Regions from separate parts of the Sus scrofa genome. Here all the other regions are linked to region 2. Evidence: chromatin contacts called from public HiChIP or PLAC-seq data. All regions are on one chromosome and are shown on one strand. Each heading gives the region's core, a stretch centred on a gene start, on an enhancer-like site or on the middle of the called end of the contact. The rest is flanking DNA. Distances are from core to core; before and after follow the strand shown. Region 1 overlaps EVI5 (ecotropic viral integration site 5 protein homolog). Region 2 overlaps LOC110260382 (a long non-coding RNA gene). Region 3 overlaps EVI5 (ecotropic viral integration site 5 protein homolog).

The links. HiChIP or PLAC-seq counts read pairs in DNA pulled down with a chosen protein or histone mark.
Region 1: a contact with region 2 is called in an H3K27ac HiChIP or PLAC-seq map of alveolar macrophages. The contact joins two enhancer-like sites. A contact is called at or near these places in 1 of 47 Hi-C or Micro-C datasets (blood) and 1 of 2 datasets of contacts at active chromatin or transcription factors (alveolar macrophages).
Region 3: an H3K27ac HiChIP or PLAC-seq map of alveolar macrophages shows a contact between it and region 2. The contact joins two enhancer-like sites. A contact is called at or near these places in 1 of 47 Hi-C or Micro-C datasets (epiblast stem cells) and 1 of 2 datasets of contacts at active chromatin or transcription factors (alveolar macrophages).

The regions. Positions count from the first base shown.
Region 1 is chr4:124,549,354-124,553,223 of Sscrofa11.1, reverse strand. The region is part of intron 16 of EVI5 (ecotropic viral integration site 5 protein homolog); the gene reads right to left. Among named protein-coding and RNA genes, the nearest start is that of GFI1, 69 kb to the left of the region's middle. Within about 2 kb of position 1,948, at least 8 of the 83 cell types and tissues checked have an H3K27ac peak or open chromatin away from gene starts, as enhancers often do. A contact at or near this core is called in alveolar macrophages, where this site is marked.
Region 2 is chr4:124,681,701-124,685,388 of Sscrofa11.1, reverse strand. The region is part of intron 2 of LOC110260382 (a long non-coding RNA gene); the gene reads right to left. Among named protein-coding and RNA genes, the nearest start is that of GFI1, 64 kb to the right of the region's middle. Within about 2 kb of position 1,483, at least 46 of the 83 cell types and tissues checked have an H3K27ac peak or open chromatin away from gene starts, as enhancers often do. A contact at or near this core is called in alveolar macrophages, where this site is marked.
Region 3 is chr4:124,461,187-124,464,720 of Sscrofa11.1, reverse strand. The region is part of intron 2 of EVI5 (ecotropic viral integration site 5 protein homolog); the gene reads right to left. Among named protein-coding and RNA genes, the nearest start is that of EVI5, 95 kb to the right of the region's middle. Within about 2 kb of position 1,485, at least 4 of the 83 cell types and tissues checked have an H3K27ac peak or open chromatin away from gene starts, as enhancers often do. A contact at or near this core is called in alveolar macrophages, where this site is marked.

The DNA of each region.
Region 1 (3,870 bases), core at 699-3,198, 130 kb after region 2:
TTTAAAATAATTCATTTCTTCTCTTATTGCCTAGTGACCACTTTCCTCTTAGGCTGCTTTTAGTGGGAAAGTATTTGCCTTAAAGAAAAATTATTTAGGAAGTTTACACTTGTGGCATGGGTTTGATCCCCAGCTTGGGAACTTTCATATGCTGTGGGGTGCAGACAAAAAAAAAAAAAAATTATTTACTATTTTGTTAAGCTGTTGGGTAGGAAATTATGGGGTCAGTTTCAATCCACCTTTGGGGCAGTATTTAAACAGAGGAATCTCAACACCTGAGCCTTAGATAACAGTGCACATCAACTACACCTCAGAAAAAAGACTTAGAACCTACCTTGCTCTTCCAGCATCATAGTATTACACTCTCATTTACATGCCTGTTTCCTGCCTCCTAAGATTCACTCCACAGCTCTTTCTGGCCACTTGTTATGTGCCAGGTTCAAGGTATACAGCGGTAAATAAGACAAACAAGGTTCTAATATGTTACCTGTGGGTGGACATTAATTTTTAAAGTGAAGGTAATTTCAGACATTGTGAAGAGCTACAAATAATATCAAACATGATTATGAGACAGAGAGTAACAACATTAGAGGCCTATTTGACAAAGGTGGGCAGAGAACATCTCTATGAGTTGGTGTCTTTTTTTTCCCGGCCACACCTGTGGCATGTGGAAGTTCCCGGGCCAGACAGAACCCATACCACAGCAGTGACAACACTGGATCCTCAACCCACGTGGCCACCAGGGAGCTCCATGTTAGTGGCTTTTAAGCTGCGATATACATGATGAGAAGGAACCAGCCATAGGAGAATCAGGAACACAGTATCCCACATGTCAGCAAGACCAAGAGCAAAAGCCAATGAGAATGAATGAGCTCGGTTCGAGAGACAAAAAGCAAGCTGGTGTTGCCAGAGCATGATGGGAAGGGAGTGTGGTTTACGATGCAGTCAAAGAAGCAGGCAGGAACCAGACAACTGAGAGCCTTGAAGGCCAGAGGAGGGTGGCATTTTCGCTAAGCTGATCAAGTTGTCTTCAATGCTATTTTCCTATAATCATCTGGAAGTGCTAATTCTTATTTCCAATCTAGCAATGGTTACCTTAAAAGTTATTTAAATGTATGTACATTACAAAAATATATTGGTAATCATATAAATTCATATGGCATAAAAAATGTAGTGCCCCTTGCTCTTTTGCACCAAGCCCTTCACTGTCCCCAGAGAGAGCTCTGATAGGCGTCAGAGCAGGTGTTCCAATGTATTTAAATACATACATGCACATACATACTTCTTAACATACACAACACAGAATTATGACATACGTTCTGTCTATAATTTTTCTCATTATTAAGTCTGGCAAATCCTTCCTTATTCTTTCCTAAAGATATAGACTTTTCCAAATACGGATCCACTATGGTTTAACTATTCTCCTAACGATGAGCAGTTACCAATGCTTTTAAATAAAAATGTTAGATTTACGCATCCATCTTAAGGAGTTACAAGAACACCAACCAAATCTAAAACAGAAGGAAGGAAATAACAATAATAAAGAACGAAACGGGAAAAATGGTGGCTTACTGTTTAAACTGGCAATTGTTTACTAGCATCGGGCTGGCCAGTGGAGTGGTATTAGAAAACTGGCTGCTGCCTAGTATCCTGCTTTCTCCTTTCTTGAATGCTCGACATGTCTACATGCCACCCAATTCTGAACCGAAGCTTATCAGTAGCTATTAAACTTTCACACAGGAACTTTAGGATAGGAAATCAGTACTTCATATACTTAAACATTTTAAGCCTGACAAAGTAAAATTTAAAACACGGTTTACAAACAGACATCACACCCTTAAAGGAAATAACAGAAACAATTAGTAATCTCTCTATGCTCTCTTCATAGAGATTTCAAAATAAATCTAAGGTTGTGCATAGGATGTGGGTTTTTCACTGGGAGTAGTATTACAGAAGGTTTGTGGTATTAAAGGGTCATGACACAATGCAGGTTGCTTAGTCTCAAATGCAAGGGTAAAGCTTACATTAAAAAAAAGTATTTTAAATTACACCCACAAGTGAAAAATGTAACAAAAAGAGAGATTATGCTACATAAGGATATATACAAGCTCTCCCTCTCTCCTTTGAAAAAGTTATACTATTTTAGAGACCATTAAAAGCCATTGTCTTGACTGTTTTAAAAGTTAAATAATACTTTTTTTTCAAGGCTATATTATGAAACTATGTTCAACGGTCACAGAGGCAACCATATTAACTTGCCACAGCAGGGGCACGATTTCTCAGTCCTAATTTGATATTTTCAATTAAAGCAAAATACATTAAGCAAATTATAACTGCATATGAAATTACTATAGTAACAGAAAACACAATGATTTGAGTAAATCCGTGACAGTTGATAAGCAATCACCGTGATTAATCAACATAGCCTTACTGAAACATCAATAGCAACCACTAAGCTTTAGTAAGTTATTACTGATTTGTACTTTGCCCTAAGACAAATTAATCAGAATGGTAAATGTGGTAAATAGTAGCCCCTCCATGACTTCAAGTGACTCATTTGAAATATCTAAAAACAAATCATACTCATACCATGTACTATTGGTAAGTTTCTAAAACAGTTTCCTGTAACTTCAGGTCACAGACAAAAAGGTTTGGACATTCTTTACGTTTTAGTAACTAGAAAAAAAAAGTACATATAAATACTTTTAAGAAATAATAAGGTAAGATGAAAAGTATGGAAGAGAGAATTCAAAAATTTTTTCTTACTACAGAGACTGATTTAATTCCATTTCAGAAGAGAAATAAAACCACACATTTTAAAGTGATGTTTCTTATAAAACCAGCAAAATACACACATGAAAAATGCATTTGCACAAGGTCTAAAAGCTAGAAAATATTTCTTATAAATCAGTTTAATTTGAAATGGATTAACTTTGTGACCAATACTTAAAATTCTACATAATTCCAGGGATTCCTAAAATTCATGGAATTATATACACTATTTTTAGTAACAACTTTTCTCAGTTTTAGATTTATAGAAAAACTGAGAGGAGTTCCATAAACTCCCTTGCACTGTTTCTCCTATTATTTTATTTTTGTCTTTTTAGGGCCACACCCATGGCATATGGAGGTTCCCAGGCAAGGGGTCTAATCAGAGCTGTAGCTGCCAGCCTACACCACAGCCACAGCAACACCAGATCTGAGCTGCATCTGCAACCTACACCATAGCTAGCGGCAATGCCAGATCCTTAACCCACTGAGGGAGGCCAGGGATCAAACCCGCAACCTCATGGTTCCTAGTTGGATTAGTTTCTGCTGTGCCACAGGGAAACTTCTGTTTCTCCTATTATTAATATCCACGTGGTTAGGATTAGTGAACTAATATCTATACATTGTTACTAACTATGCAAGTTTCTTTTTTTTTAAACCTAATGCCCTTTTTCTGTTCTAGGATCCCATGCAGGATACTACGTTACATTTAGCTGTCATACCTTCTTAGGTTCCTCATGGCTGTGCTACTTTCTCAGACGTCACATGTTTTTCATGATCCTGATAGCTTTGGGGAGTATTACTGGTCAGGTATTTTGTCAGATGCTCCACTATCACGATTTGTCTGCTACTTTTCTCATGGTAAGACTGTGCTTACGGGTTACTGGGGGAACGCAGAGGTGAAGTGCCACTTCATCACATCCAACCAAGGGTACATACTACCAGTGCGATTTACAACGCTGACGCTGACTTGGATCTGGGAGAGGGTCCTCTGTGGTAAAGTTACTCTTCTCCTCGCCCTTCCCACACGATACCCTTTGGAAGGAAGTCACTGTGCACAGCCTACACGTAGGGAATAGAAATTTATACTTCCCTCCTGAA
Region 2 (3,688 bases), core at 234-2,733:
CCGAGTGATGCGGGTTCACGTCCCGCGTGGCGTCACGTGCATATTGTGTCCCCTGATGGGTATGAAGAGGAGGGCATTGCTGTCAGCTGTGGTGTAGATCACAGACGAGGCTCGGATCCCACATTGCTGTGGTGTAGGCCGGCAACTACAGCTCCGATTCGGCCCCTAGCCTGGGAACCTCCATGTGCTGCACGTGCGGCCTTAAAAAAAGCAAAATAAATAAATAAATAAAATCAAAGGGAGTCCCCACTGTGGCATAGTGGGTTAATGATGGCTTGTGTCTGTGGAGGCACCAGTTCCATCCCAGGCCCCGCATTGCTGCAGCTGAAGCACAGGTCACAGCTCTAGCTGAGATTCGATGCCTAGCCCGGAACTTCCATATGCCATGGGTTCAGCTGAGAAAGGAGGGAGGGAGGCAGGGAAAAGGGAAGGAAGGGAGGGGAGAGAGAGAGAAAGAAAAGCAAGAGGACATTAATGAAAAAAACTGGTGAAATCCAAATAAAATCTAAAATGTAATTAATAGCAATAAACCATGCAGTTCCTTAGTTTCAGCAAGTGTCATCACAGAAATGCAAGACGTAAATGATGGGAAAAGTGGGTGAGTGATACACACACGAACTCTGTACTCTGCCACTTTCTGTAAATCTCAAATTATTTCAACATAAAAAATTTCGTTTTTAAAGTACTAGCTGAACATAAGAAAGGACACACAGACCAGTCGCTGTCCTCAGAGGACCGTGCATCCTGGTTTGCCTGGGAGAGTCTCCAGTTTCTAACTGTCAACTCGGCGGCAGCATCAAGTACAAGCACCTCCTCTTACTTCCTCAAGCGCTCTGATTTAGACATTAAATTGTATGGTCACCCCAGCGAAAGGCACAGGCCACTCGGGAGTGGTCGGAGATGGGAAGCGACGGTGGCCTGGAGGGCTAGCTGGGGAGCGAGGAAGCCGAGCCAGAAGCCGGAGGGACAGGAAAGGGGGAGTCTGGCCCAGGCCTGGGCAGCTTCAAGAAGAAGGGCCCAGAGGAGGTAAGACCCAGGGTGTGTTCCTTTCAAGACACAGATGTGGGATTTGGAGAAAACTAAGGAAAGCAGCAGACACGATGAAAAAGATGGGGTCAGCCAGGTTTAGAACAGGACACGAACTTTATTGGGGCAGTCATGTATTTCCAACACACAGGAGGGAGAGTGGCTACACTGCCCTTCAACCCTCCAAATGAAAAACCTACCAAATCAGTTTTATTGAGAGAGATCCCCCCCATTTATCCATTCTTTCCCTAACTTGTCCTACACTTGCTCTGCGCCCTGAATACACACTGAGCTCCCGCTCACCCACACTAACTCTCAAAGGGACTGTGAGATTCCTCTCAACAGCAGTATTTCCACTTGCCAAGCTCTCAACCTAAACAAGCCTGAAGCAGCTGCTTCCCTGGGCCTTGGGCATCTGACCCCATCTCTGGTTCGGTCATGTGCTCTGCTGACTCAGAGCCCAGACGCCTCCTCTCCAGGACGCCCCGCCCTGCCCCCCACGTGTTGCCCTCAGTAAAGCATGACCCCCAGGTTTTCTTAGGAACTCCGAAGCTCAATGGGAAGAAGCATTTTCTGAAAACCCTGTTGCTCTTTCAGGGAAGATCTGAATCCTCAACAGCTTTTACTATGAAAAGTAAACAGTGTGATTCAGTTTCACTTTCTATTTAAATACTTCAGGAACTAGTTCATACGCTGTTATACTCAGAGAATGGAGACTTAAAAAAAAATCTTGCCCTTTGAATAATTCCATCACCTTGAGATTTTCAAACCCTTGAAAACCCCAGCAGATTTACTATACTTAGTGGAGTCTCTGTAACGTATCACGCAGTGTCTTGTGCTTATGGTCCTGTCCAGAGACTAGGTAATCTGCCTGCTCATTTAAACATTTCCCGAGAGGCAAGGAAAGGGCTACAGTGTGAAGTCTGAATGGCTAATAGCCTCACGTCAGAGGCCCTGGTAGGAAAAGAGGAGGAAGGAGGGCCAGGTCACCTCTGCTGGGCTGAGGGGGCGTGGGGAGCAGGGGTGACTCACCTGAAATGGGTCTAGAAAGGCCTGAGCGAGTTGGGCCCGGCTCCCGGGCTGGCAGCACGTCCAGGCTCTCCTCCCGCTGCAGCTCCGCCTGGAGCTGAGAAGCACGGGGCGGTGACTGCATAGCCAGGTGCCCAGCGCGACTACTGGTAAAATACCCTGATGAATGAAATTGGTTCTTCTGCAACAAGGCTCCTATTCTTTGGGTTGTGTGTCCTTTTCCAGATTAAACTAGCAAAATGTGGACTTTTGTAAAATCTCAGCCACCTAGCTCTCTGCTGTCTAAATTTTCAAGCCTTCAGGTCCCTGTCGGTCAGCAAAAATCCTTGCATTTTGGAAAACCAATTACCAATGAAGGAGCCAGGAGGTGGAACTGGATCACAGTGCTTTTAGCCCAAGGCAGCAGAGCCGAGCCCTTCCCTCTCAAAGAGCGGGCGTCGCCTCCCACGGAGAGGAGCCGGCCGCTCCACGGTGCTGCTCTCCAGTCGGCTTCCCAGCACCTCTGCAGTCATAACCAAAGCAAAGGAGAATACTGTACGACTTCAGCAAAAGCCAGCCCCTGTGCAACATCTTCAGGAAATTCTGCACTCCCTGGGGCTTGCAAAACTCCCTGTGTCTTGCAGACCAGAGGCAAGATCTCAGTCACCTCGCTCTAGTTTGCATAATTAAAGGAAGTGGAAGGTGGTTATTTTCTGGGTGACCCCTGACCCAACCAAGCTCACAGGACCTATAACAGAAATAAGACAGTGATAAAATGAGGTGTTGTAGCCGTGACCGCTTTTATGATTTAAAAGAACAAGAAAAACCAGGTCCCTGGATGCCCACCTGACCCCCGACGTACTAGGCTCTTAGAGCCAAGGCCGTGTCCACCGTACTGTTATTTTTTGAGTGCCATACAGCAGTATAATTTCGTAATTCATAAATTTCATAAATCGTAATTCATACGGCATTTCAGAGAAACACCGCACTAATATCTTCTGTAATTCCTTGACCTCCATTTTTTTTACATAGAAAGCAAGGCCAACGGTCTGTTGACTCCCTCTCACATCCTCACTTTCTTTCCTGTCTTTCTCCCATTGTCCTATCAATATATTAGCCATCTTTGGAGAAAAAAATCAAAACACCAATTTTAAAGCCACATTCAGTATGGCTACGCGGCGGGGGAGAAGGGTGCACCTTCCAGGCCAGCAGCCCTACCTCCTGTCCACACTGGGCAGCCAGGTGGATGGCCTTTGTACAAAGAGTCTTACACCCAAGGGAAAGAGACTGAAAATCCCTCGGGCTGGTCTAAATCCCTTCCTATGAGGAAGGCACAAACTAAGACCCAGAGCCTTGCCCTGACACAAGCTGAAGCCACTTTCAGCAGAGCCATTGCTAGAAACTAGGTCTCAAACTCCTAGTCTAGGGCAACCAAAAAGTCCAAGGAGCTTTGAAGAGAGAGGGGCGCTCAAAACAGAACTCTTTCAATCAAAACCCACCTGGCCCGGGCCGCCGCCCGTCTGGGTGAGCTAAACTGAGATGCCTCCACCTCCGCCCCCACTTCCGCTGCAGAGCAAGGGTCACTGCCACGCGGAGAGCCCAACTGGTGGACGGGGTTGGGGTGTGAGTCACAACAATTTGGTTTTAAGGCTCA
Region 3 (3,534 bases), core at 236-2,735, 220 kb after region 2:
CGCTTTGACATACCCATGCCAGGAGTACGTAGCAGTTCAACCACCTGAACTGTTTGGCAATTTTCATATGACTCAGCCAGACAAATAAAAAAAACACATGTCCACAAAAAGACCTGCAATTCAAAGTTCAGGGAAGCTTTACTCATGACAGCCAAAGCCCAGAAACAACCCGAATATTCAGAAAAATAAATGGTCAAATTGTGATATATTCATTCATTGTAATATCACTCAGTAGTATATAGAAACTGCTGATACGTACATCAACATACATGAATCATTGGGATGAGTGAAAGAAGCCTGATGCAAAAGAATACATACCATAGGATTCCCCTTATAGGAAGTTCAAGAACAAGAATATCATAGAAGAAAAGCTTTCTTAATTACCAGGAGTTCCCACTGTGGCTCTGCGGGTTAAGAACATGACATAGCTTCTGTGAGGATGCAGGTTTGATCCCTGACCCCGCTCAGTGGGTTAAGGATCCAGTGTTGCTGCAAGCTGTGGCACAGGTCACAGATGCAGTTTGGATCTTGCATTGCCACAGCTCTGGCACAGGCTACAGCTGCAGCTCCCATTCGACCCCTGGCCCAGGAAATTCTGTAGGTATGGCCGAAAAAGAAAAAAAAATACAATACCAAAAGCACAAATGACAAGAATATACATATATATTTGATGAGTCTAATACATATTTATGATAATATTTATATTCACATATATCTCAGACTCATCAAAATTTTAAATGTTTTGTACCTCACTGAATGCCATCAAGAAAGTGAAGAGAAAACCCACAAAATGGGGAAAAATATTTGCAACCCATGAGATCTCTATATAGGATATATAAATAACTTATGATTCAGTAATAAAAAGGCAAACAAACCAATTTAAATAAAAATGGGCATTGAATAAGAATACAAAATTGTCCAAAGAGGAAATAACTATTAAAAAATAATAATAATAAATAATAAAATAGATTACAAAAATAAATAAATAAAATTCTCCAAAGATATACAGCCTGGCAATTCCTCAAATGGCTAAACATAGAATTACCATGTGAGCCAGCAATTCCACTCCTAGGTATATATTCAAAAGAAACAAAAATCTATGTCCACACAAAACTTACACAATGAATGCTCATGGCAGCCTTATCTATAATAGCCAAAACGTGGAAACAATCCAAATGTCCCCCAACTGCTGAATACATAAAAACACTGGTATATCCAAAAGGTGGAATATTATTCAGTCCTGAAAAGAAATGACGTGCGGATACATGCTACAACATGGATGAACCTAGAAAACACGACGCTAAGTGAAAGGAGCCAGTCACAAAAGGAAACATGCTGTATAATTCCATTTTTATGAAATGGCCAGAATTCAGAAAGTAGATTAGTTGTTGCTGAAGATGGGAGTCGGAGTGAGGGAACCAGGAAGGGCAGGCAGTGACTACTGATGGATATGCAGTTCCTTTTGGGGGTGATGACAAGGCTCTAAAACTGACCGTGGTGATGGTTGCACAACTCTGTGGGTACATGAAAAACCACTGAATTGTACACTTCGCACGGGTGAATTGCAACATATATGAATTACAGCTCAAAAAAGTTGTTATATAAAAAAAGAACACGCAAAATATACCCACAGCGATAAAAATCAGAAGAACGGTTTCAGAGGGTGGGGCTGCTAAAAGGGACACAAAGGAACTTTCTAGGATGACAGAAATCATCTGTGTTCCCGGGCGTGTGGACTTTACACAGGTGTACACATTTGTCAAAGTTCAAACTATGCATTTCTCCAATGCAAACTACAAACAACTTTATAGAAATTTATTAAAAATACTGCCACTGGTTAATGACATTGCAGGAAGTGAGAATTAGGTGAGAAACTCTTTTAATATTAGAAGCCCTTCAGAATATTTTTTAAACCCTGACTATTGCTATCATAGAAAAAGTGACTGTTCTTGAAATACGAAGCATACCCCTTCCATAAAGAAAGGAAGATATGGGAGTTCCCGTAGTGGCGCAGTGGTTAACGAATCCGACTAGGAACCATGAGGTTGCGGGTTCAGTCCCTGCCCTTGCTCAGTGGGTGAAGGATCCAGCGTTGCCGTGAGCTGTGGTGTAGGTTGCAGACTCGGCTCGGATCCCGCGTTGCTGTGGCTCTGGCGTAGGCCGGTGGCTACAGCTCCGATTCGACCCCTAGCCTGGGAACCTCCATATGCCGCGGGAGCGGCCCAAGAAATAGCAACAATAACAACAACAACAAAAAAGACAAAAAGACAAAAAAAAAAAAAAAAAAAAAAAAGAAAGGAAGATATGAACACTACTTCCTTCCTTTTTTTCAAAATTGGTCATTCTACCAAATTTTAGAACTTTCTAAGGAAAATCTTTAGAATTGTTTTCCAACGCTATGGATAGAATGAAGAAGTCCTTCTGTCTGAGAGAACTGGATTTTCCAGAAGTAATACTTGTATTGATACTATCAAATCTCTCCCCATTAGCTACTTAGTCATGGTATATAAGAAAAAGAATTTATATACTCATTAAGAATATGTAGACGCTACAGAATGTGTACTTATAACCATCTATTTTTATTCTTTTTTGGTAAAAACAGTGAATTAAAAAACAAAAACAAAAACTCAGGAAGACTAGACAGGTTGCCACCTGGTTTCAATTCGATTAGAATACTCTTGACTTGGTAGTAGAGGCACACTGCCTGAATATGCCAAGTGTTTCCAAAGACTTCTCCTGGCAGCTGAGACTGAGAAAATGCAATACAGCATTATTCACAGGTTCATGGGCTAGTGAGAAGTCTATTCAAAATTTATTCATTTATTTTCCTCTTCCCAGAGCACATGGGTTCACTGCCACTGCCCTACATGGATTTACTTTAAAAAAAAAAAAAAAAGTAAACTACTTTCTCACCCCATCATAATTCCCTTACGACTAATATAAGAAGAAATTTATCAAATCAAGGGAAAAGAACACTGGCCCAGTAGGAAGACTGTATGCTATAATAAAGGCATTCTCCAGGAGGCACGAGTGGCCTGCTGCTTTACAATAATCAGAAGCTCAACTTTATTCCCCCCAAATTGCCTAAGACTAAGACATCAGAGACTGGATCCCTACTAAGGGAGGAATACCCAGTCCTCAGCCTCCCAGCTAAGCAACCCCGAATTTCTGCAGCTCCAGCTCTAAGGGCTGCATTCAACACGGCTGCAGCTCCCCATTTTCCGAGGTGGGGGCGCTCAAGCCAATCATCGGCTGGACTTGGAGCCGTGTCGAGGATGGGGTGCCGGGGATGGGAAGAGTCCAGGACTGTTTGTTTGCAGAAGCTTAGCATATGCAGCAGCGAGAAAGCATTTCCAGCTCCCTAGCTGAGAGGACCCGGGACTAAAGTGAGAACAAGGGAACAGGCCACAGAGACAGGAATCGGGACCTTTGGGTCTTATCTTAGAGGGATTACTACCTTCACCAAATCCTAGCGACCAAGAACCTTCTCCTCACCCAGGGGCTGCCCATCTGAGTGCGGAGAATGGTAGAATG